2 separate regions of the Mus musculus genome follow, and region 2 is linked to region 1. Evidence: chromatin contacts called from public HiChIP or PLAC-seq data. All regions are on one chromosome and are shown on one strand. Each heading gives the region's core, a stretch centred on a gene start, on an enhancer-like site or on the middle of the called end of the contact. The rest is flanking DNA. Distances are from core to core; before and after follow the strand shown. Region 1 overlaps Jag1 (jagged 1). Region 2 has its middle 68 kb from the start of Gm14062.

The links. HiChIP or PLAC-seq counts read pairs in DNA pulled down with a chosen protein or histone mark.
Region 2: a contact with region 1 is called in an H3K4me3 HiChIP or PLAC-seq map of embryonic basal ganglia, with 5 times the contacts expected there. The contact joins two enhancer-like sites. A contact is called at or near these places in 12 of 39 promoter capture datasets (the 3T3-L1 cell line, the C10 cell line, HPC-7-derived erythroid cells and 8 more), 1 of 15 datasets of contacts at CTCF or cohesin (the NIH/3T3 cell line), 4 of 484 Hi-C or Micro-C datasets (the AML12 cell line, embryonic stem cells, epidermal suprabasal cells and 1 more), 14 of 115 datasets of contacts at active chromatin or transcription factors (the NIH/3T3 cell line, astrocytes, craniofacial prominence and 10 more) and 1 of 9 other capture datasets (embryonic stem cells).

The regions. Positions count from the first base shown.
Region 1 is chr2:137,099,376-137,103,136 of GRCm38.p6, reverse strand. Jag1 (jagged 1) reads left to right here. Exons shown (of 26, transcript NM_013822.5): 4 at 1,302-1,556; 5 at 3,021-3,081. Among named protein-coding and RNA genes, the nearest start is that of Jag1, 15 kb to the left of the region's middle. Within about 2 kb of position 1,871, at least 27 of the 459 cell types and tissues checked have an H3K27ac peak or open chromatin away from gene starts, as enhancers often do. A contact at or near this core is called in embryonic basal ganglia, where this site is marked.
Region 2 is chr2:137,806,466-137,810,396 of GRCm38.p6, reverse strand. No RefSeq gene overlaps it. Among named protein-coding and RNA genes, the nearest start is that of Gm14062, 68 kb to the left of the region's middle. Within about 2 kb of position 1,901, at least 46 of the 459 cell types and tissues checked have an H3K27ac peak or open chromatin away from gene starts, as enhancers often do. A contact at or near this core is called in embryonic basal ganglia, where this site is marked.

The sequences.
Region 1 (3,761 bases), core at 622-3,121:
CTGTACTTCTTGCTTCTGGGCTTTAAAGCTATTTTAGTACCTGTCTCTTAGACTAGCTTGTAGGTGACCTCAGGAGAGGGGCCAGTCATACTGCTTCTGGGAACTGTTGGGCTCTAGACATTTGCTTTGCCTCTCAGGCATCTTTAAGGTACCTGACTTAAAACAGACACAAACAAACCGAATGCCTTGACCTACCTGTCTGCAGGCTGAGATGAATTTAGTCATATGATGAGAAGAGTGAACTGAATTATGTTTTTGCTGTTGCTGATGGAATGCCAGCTTAAAAGAGTTTATTAGTGGTTTGTTTTTCACATATTACAATTCACCCCTTGGCCCTCAGTGAGGAATTTTGAAATGGAACTTTTTCTAAGCAAGACTTGCAAGTAAAATGTAAAAAAGAAAAAACCAAAACAAAACAAAACACTAACCTTGTCTGGAATAGTAAAATTTCTTTCAGAGCAAAATCTCCTAAGGCGCAGCTTTCTATAACATTTAGGAGTTTTTGAACATTTGCTATGGACAGCAATATGTTAGAAAAGTTGGCAAAGGATACGGATCACAGGAACAAATAAAAATACTGTCACTAAAGGTCAGTTAAAACAGGAGATACTATTGTATCTGTTGGACCTGTTGTGCAGAGATGAGAAACTGAGCTGTGATACTGTTGCTGAGGTAGCACCTTATGCTGAGGGTCTGCAGGTTTTGCTGGCAGGTATCTGTGCATCACCTGGGGATGGAATGTGTTGTTTGTGTCCACTGAATCTGTTAGGGTATTTCTTGCTGCTGGCCAACATGCATTCAACATGCTTATTGTAGCTTTGAATAACAAGAGGCTAACTTAAAAAAAAAATATATATATATATATATATTTTAAAGACTTTCTTTTTTATGTATGTGAGTACACTGTTGGTGTCTTCAGACACACCAGAAGAGGGCATCTGATCCCATTACAGATGGTTGTAAGCTACCATGTGGTCGCTAGGAATTGAACTCAGGACAGTGCTCTTAACCACTGAGCCATCTATCTCTCCATCCCTGCAAGAGACTAACTCTAATGTCTTGAATGCCTACAGATCAAGGAAGAGGTGCATTTATTCAATGTTGTTTCCAGGCACCTGACAACTAGTTTGAATGGTAAATTGGCATACAAAAACGAGGGTACAGCTCTTGTTACTATTTTTTTTTAATAACAGTTTGATTTTTGTACTGTGTGTGTTTCTAGTCCGAAAGTAGGCAAAATGGTCAAATCGGAAGATGCTTATGTGACTGTTAATGAGTTTCATCTTCTTCTCCCCCTCTAGAACCTGATAGCATAATTGAAAAGGCTTCTCACTCAGGCATGATAAACCCTAGCCGGCAATGGCAGACACTGAAACAAAACACAGGGATTGCCCACTTCGAGTATCAGATCCGAGTGACCTGTGATGACCACTACTATGGCTTTGGCTGCAATAAGTTCTGTCGTCCCAGAGATGACTTCTTTGGACATTATGCCTGTGACCAGAACGGCAACAAAACTTGCATGGAAGGCTGGATGGGTCCTGATTGCAACAAAGGTATCCAAGCATGCAACTGGATGCATAAAACTGCAAATGATGTTGGCTTATCAGTTTGGGTACCAGGTTCTCACCCTTATAGCAGTCGGGTGGCAGGGTGGGATGCTGCCGCTATCATTATCTTAGACTGAAGCATGTAGATGCTGTATGTAGAAGATTCTGTTAGTGCCCTGTCTGGAGTCCCCGTTACCAGCTGGTGTCCCCATCCCCCAGCTGCTGTGAGTGTTGGCTGCTAAGAGCTCGCAGCTGCTCCTTCTCCAGGGAGTTGTCCTTGGCCAGGCAGGAGCCACTCTCTGCCCCATCCCTGCAGCGAACAGTTACTGAGTGGCTGACACGGGGGGATGGGGATGTTGGGAAGGCCAGCCTCTTTGCTTTAACACTGTGGAGTAAGATTCACACTCTGGAGGTTCCCCTGGGATCACACTGAAGTCAGACCCCAGCTGAGACCACATCCTTGCTCAGCTCCTCCTTAGGCCTCATCTGGCTCCCCATTCCTTCCTCCTATTACCAAATCTCCTCCTCAGACTGCTTCTGAGAAGAGCCTGATGCCAAACAGGACCAGGCCAAGCCAGTGGTGTTTGAACAGACAGTGCTATGGGCAATGACTGTCACTGAGCTCACATGTCACTGCAGCACGTTTCACTGGGCATCTTTGAGGTTGCGGCATTAAAGGAGGCGGGGGAAGTAGGTGGTAACCTTGGGAGTCCCTTACTGTCTTTTGCCCCTTATACTAGAATTAAATAATTCTAATTCCTAGCAATAGAGTTGGAGGTCACAGCACAACAGATGCTATGCCCTCACGGACATATAATATACCTTGGTGGTCTTGGAAAATCATTAGATAAACTCCTTCTTTTAGCTTTAAATTGTGTGGAATGATGCAGGAGAGGATATTTGGTCTCTGAGGAAGTAGTCCTGTCTCCTGGTATCTGGCGACAGTAGTTTGCTTAAACTGGAATTGATGACAGAAGGAATTGCTCAATATTTTAAAATTCAGTAGCAATTACTGAGGTTCTGTGTTCTTTTTTAAGTGTCCACTTGATTTCTTTCTTTCTGTGAGCAAGTATAGAACAGCTTGTAAGCTTACTTGTCTGCAAGATCAGCTTGCCTGGTTTTTTAGCTCCATGGGATTGTTGAAACCAGGCATTTAGTGGGAGGCTCACCTGAAAATACCATGCTAGGACCATGTTGGGGCAGGGAAGGCAAATGAATGAATGAATATCTTCATTTTTCCTCTTGATGAGGGGGGAACTAGGCCCTGACAGGGCTCAAGGAATAAGCATGTTGAGGAACCCCCTAATCATTTGTCCCCAAACAATGTTGTGACTTGAGGTTCTACTAACATGGCCTTGGAGTTTGAACCTGGATTTATTGGGCCCCCAATTCTATGTACTAGACCATTTACATAACTGTGGCCCGAAAGGCATAGACAGCGCTAATGTAACTTTCCGATTTTTTTTCCAGCTATCTGCCGACAGGGCTGCAGTCCCAAGCATGGGTCTTGTAAACTTCCAGGTGACTGCAGGTAAATGACCAACTAATTGAACTCTAGTAATCAATCACTTTCTCCCCTCCCCACCCCACCCCTGCCCTTTCTCTCCCTTTCTCTTTGATGCAAGACAGAAAAACTGACTTCCTTATGAATGTGCCTCGTTATTTTCTTTGGAGGATGAAAAAATTAGGGGAAAACACAAAACAAAACAAGCACATGAGAAGCATAATGAATCATACCAGCTGTTTGGTGGAATGCACCCTTCTTCATTGGTGCTGGCGGGTGGGTTTAGTCAAAACCCCAAACCAAAATCCTTAATGGGCATAGCTGGCATCTTTGTGTATTAACTGTTCTGTAAATTGGTAAGACCTATTTGTAATCTTCCTTAAGTGCTAATGTACTGGACTGGGACGAAGCTTTGTTTCCCCTGTCTCCTCCTCCACCCTGGCTTTTCCTCTGGCACCCTCCCCCACTTTTCCCATCAATAGGCAAAAGTCCAGCATTCTTTAGAATGGGATTAGTACAATCTCCTGGCCCCTTTGCAGTGGGAGCTGCGCTGTTGCTGGAGGTTAATGGCTGTGCTGGAATCTGCTCGGTGGAGCCTGATGAATGTAGACTTTGCTGCTGGCCTTTGAAGTCTGCTCTTTATGGTCCAGGGACAATACTGAAACCAAACGGAAACCTACCCAGCCTGTTTCCCCTTCCGATGCCGG
Region 2 (3,931 bases), core at 652-3,151, 710 kb before region 1:
ATTCTTTTTTGTTGGACACTATTCTTGTACTAAGACAAATGTAATCTGTTTTTCCTGTAATAAAGGTGAAGGTACTACTATATTCCATTCTATCTAAACCAAAGCCCTTAAATGCCCCTTCCCATGTTAAAGCTGAGCCATCACTATAACATAAAGATAGAGGTCTTCTCCTCTAGCACTGAACAGTCCCAGTCCTTTTTCAAATGTTCAGTGCCTGAAAGTGCCTAGAGGGTGATGCACTCAAAACCATTGCCAATGCAGAAGGTCCTAATGCAGGTGACTTAGGAAATGTCTATAGTGTCATGCCAAGCCCAAGACATCAATGATAAAACCAAACAGTCAGGAAAGAGAGACTCTAAAAGAAACAGTTGATTCATACAATAAAATCATAATTGTAGGAGCTGTAAATTCATGTAGCAACTTTGGGAATTCATTTCATGTTTTGGCAATTAGTTTATTATTCAATAAATAAAAGGATTAGGACCATTGGACTTCTCTATTTTTATGTATATATGAGACCTTTTGTGGTACAGGTCCTCAGGCGGCAGGTGGCATTCCTAACCAAGTCTCCTGCAGTACCTTGAGGTCAATGCTTAAGGTCTGTAGACTGTTCTTTGAGATGAATGAATGAATGAGTGAATGAATGAATGAAAATAAAAATGGCATTAGCAGAGAGTCACGAAATTTTGGTTTGAAAAGGAACCTTAGAAATTCTATATGCAAATACTACCACTCAAGTATGACCTACCTCTTGACTCTTCAAGGATTGGAGAAAGCTCCCATTCATATTTTTAAAGAGACATGGGCACTCACAGGTCCGTATGAATTTAATAATCCTTTAAGTTGTTCTATAAAACCATAAATAAGTCTTCAGAAAACTTCTAGCTTTGTATGGAAAGCCTTGATCATTACCTAGTGGGCTGCGATGAAGTAAAGGGGTTTTTCATCTCATATGTTTTACTCAATGAAGATAGATCCATCTTCATGTTTGTGGAAACTGCCTACTGCTATTATCATCATGGTTAATTCTAGACATCAAAATATAGCTATTTCTAAGAAGTAATATTACTATATGAGGCTGAAAAAAAAGCAAAAAAACCAAATCACACTGAGTAGGAAGATTCTATTTTTTTCTCTGTGTGCGGTGTCCTGTGTGTGTGTGTGTGTGTGTGTGTGTGTGTGTGTGTGTGTATGCACATGCATGTGTGTATGTATGCACACATGTGTATGTGTATGGGGTCTGGTAAAAAATATATTGTATGCAGATACATACAATATATGCCATAATATAGTGTGCCTATTGTATATAATGTTCTGTAACACAATGCTCCATTGCCTATTCCCGTTTTCCCCCACAGTGCTTTTCAGTCTGAGACTCATAGATTAGTCTTGAATTTAAGATTTGCTGCTTCTCATGAGCCAAACTCGGAGTGCTTCAGTGAGCAGAGCCATGCAGAAGTATGTTTGTTACAATCAGAACCATTCAATTCCTCCTAAATGGGTGGGCCTGTTTTTTTGCATTTGCAACTTGGATTTTAAGGCTGGGAATACCGGAGCTGAGGAAGCTGAAGTACAAAGGAAGGGAATAAAAGGGCCAAGGACTAAAACCAACAGGGGCAGGCAATTGCAAGGTATATTAATGCATCCTGTGCAGAAATAGGGATTTATTACACTTGCAAGGGGTTTGTGTGTGTGTGTGTGTGTGTGTGTGTGTGTGTGTGTGTGTGTGCGCGCGCGCGCGCGTGCGAGTGCTTGTGCTCGTGCATGCACCCGCTGTATGAAAGGTAGAAAAGAGCTGACATTTGTTAGTCTCAATTGAGTAAGTGCAGTTGTAAAGAATAAAGGGAGCTTTTAGAAAGTGGGCAGCTGTGGCAGAGCCTGAAGCCATGGTACTTGATACTGCAATATACTCTCTCAGTGATGCTGGGCAGCTTTTGAGAGCAGCAAGCAAGCCATTCAGGGATGAGAACAATAGCAAATGTCAAGATTGAAAGAAAGAATCCACCCTTTAAAAGACTGTTGAATGACAAGTAGGCCAGATCAAAGAGAGAAACTTATCAAGTATTTATAATTATAATGCTAATGGAGATCAATAATCATAAAAGAAAACTCTAATAAAAATACAGAAAAGGACAAAACTACCCAATGACTCAAACACTCACCATTTCCCCCATTCTGCTTTTTTTGTGTGTGTGTGTATTTATTTCATTGCTCAATCATTGAAAAGGACATTTCTGGAACAAGCTTCAGTGTCTTTGCTTTGGAAATTATACAGTGGAAACCATGCTAGAGAAGCACAAAATAGGACTCACGAACAGTGTGCTGTAAGGCAAGCCACAGAACCTGTATCTTAGCAGGAGATTTTGTGATCAATGGGAAGTATTTAAGGAGGGGCAAAATTCTGAGGACACATCCATCACCTACTGCTACAGTCCTTCCACCATTCTTGTATCAGTTCTGTGCCCTACACATACACGGATATGCAAAGCTTCCTTCTAGCAGCTTGAGAGGTAAGACTTGAAGGGAAAACCCTGCTTTTGAAAACTTGCTTGGGCTTGCTGAACACCATGGTGGTTTAGAAGCCCAGGAAGAAATTTCGAAATCCGTCATTGCAAAATCACTTTTGCAATAAGTAATGAATAAAAACTGAAGGAAAATCTCTTTCCTCCCCAAAGTGAAACTGTACAACTTAACTTGTCTAAACAGCTCCTCATAACAGAAGTTTAAAGGCTCCATAAACCAAAGTGCTTCCCACGGCCAAGGCCAGAACCTCCAGCCATCACTGATTGATTGGTTCATTCAGTCAGATCTGTTATGATAGAGTTCATGGAAAGCACAGCCCTGGACATCACTGAAAAAGCAAGAATGTATGACAGCTTCCCCATGACCCTCAGGGGTCAGCAGAGATGTCTCCCATCACAAAACCATTATGTCACCTTGATAGAGCCCAACATACTGTTTATAAAACTTGGGGTCTTTTTCTACCCATTACATTACTGCAAAGAGGTAATCTAACTGTTGCCTCTAGCATCCTCAGCAGTGCTACTTCATGCCTGGTGGTAGGTCAGAAAACTTAGAGAAGCAAAATGAAGATCATATATCCAGCAACCCATCTTGAAAGTGACAATGTCATACACGGAGAAAGATATAAAGAATAAGTGTGAGATCCTTAAAGAAAGTCAGGTATTAAGGGCACTGACTGCCTATATAAACTTCATAAAACTAAAGGTCTTATGGATAGCAAGGGAAACAATCAAGTGAAGAAGAAATGCAAAGAGTGGGAACAATATTTGCCAGCTATATATCTGGTAGCAGATTAATATTTAGAACATATAAAAAACAAGAACAATAATAACCAAGTAATTAAGAAAACAAATGATGCAATTAAAAATGGACTATTAATCGGAACAGATATTTCTTGTAGGGAGTGGGTATCATCTGATAGGAAAAGGAATATGGTCAAAATATATTATATGCTGTGGTCTTTAATCCCAGCACTCAAGAGGCAGTGCCAGGTGGATTTTTGTGAGTTGGAGGCTAGCATGGTATACAAAGTGAGTTCTAGGATAGCCAATGCTGTTACACAGGGAAAACCCTGTTTAAAAACAAACAAACAAACAAACAAACAAACAAAAACAAGCAAAAAATGAAGGCAGTAAAAAGTTTAAAATATTCAAAAATGTTTAACGTTCTCAGTAATTATGGAGATGCGAATTAAAAGGACTTCGAGATTTTTGTCTTGCCCTACTCAGCATGGCTAATGTGGAATAAAAAAGCCATAACTGACAACAAATGCTGATGAGGCCATGGTGAAAGGGAGAGCATCTCTCACTGTTCAGTTGGATGGAAACAAGTTCAGCCACTATAGAAAATCAGTATGAAGAGTTACCAGAAAGCCAAAGTGGATCTGCCATATGACCTTGCTATGTTA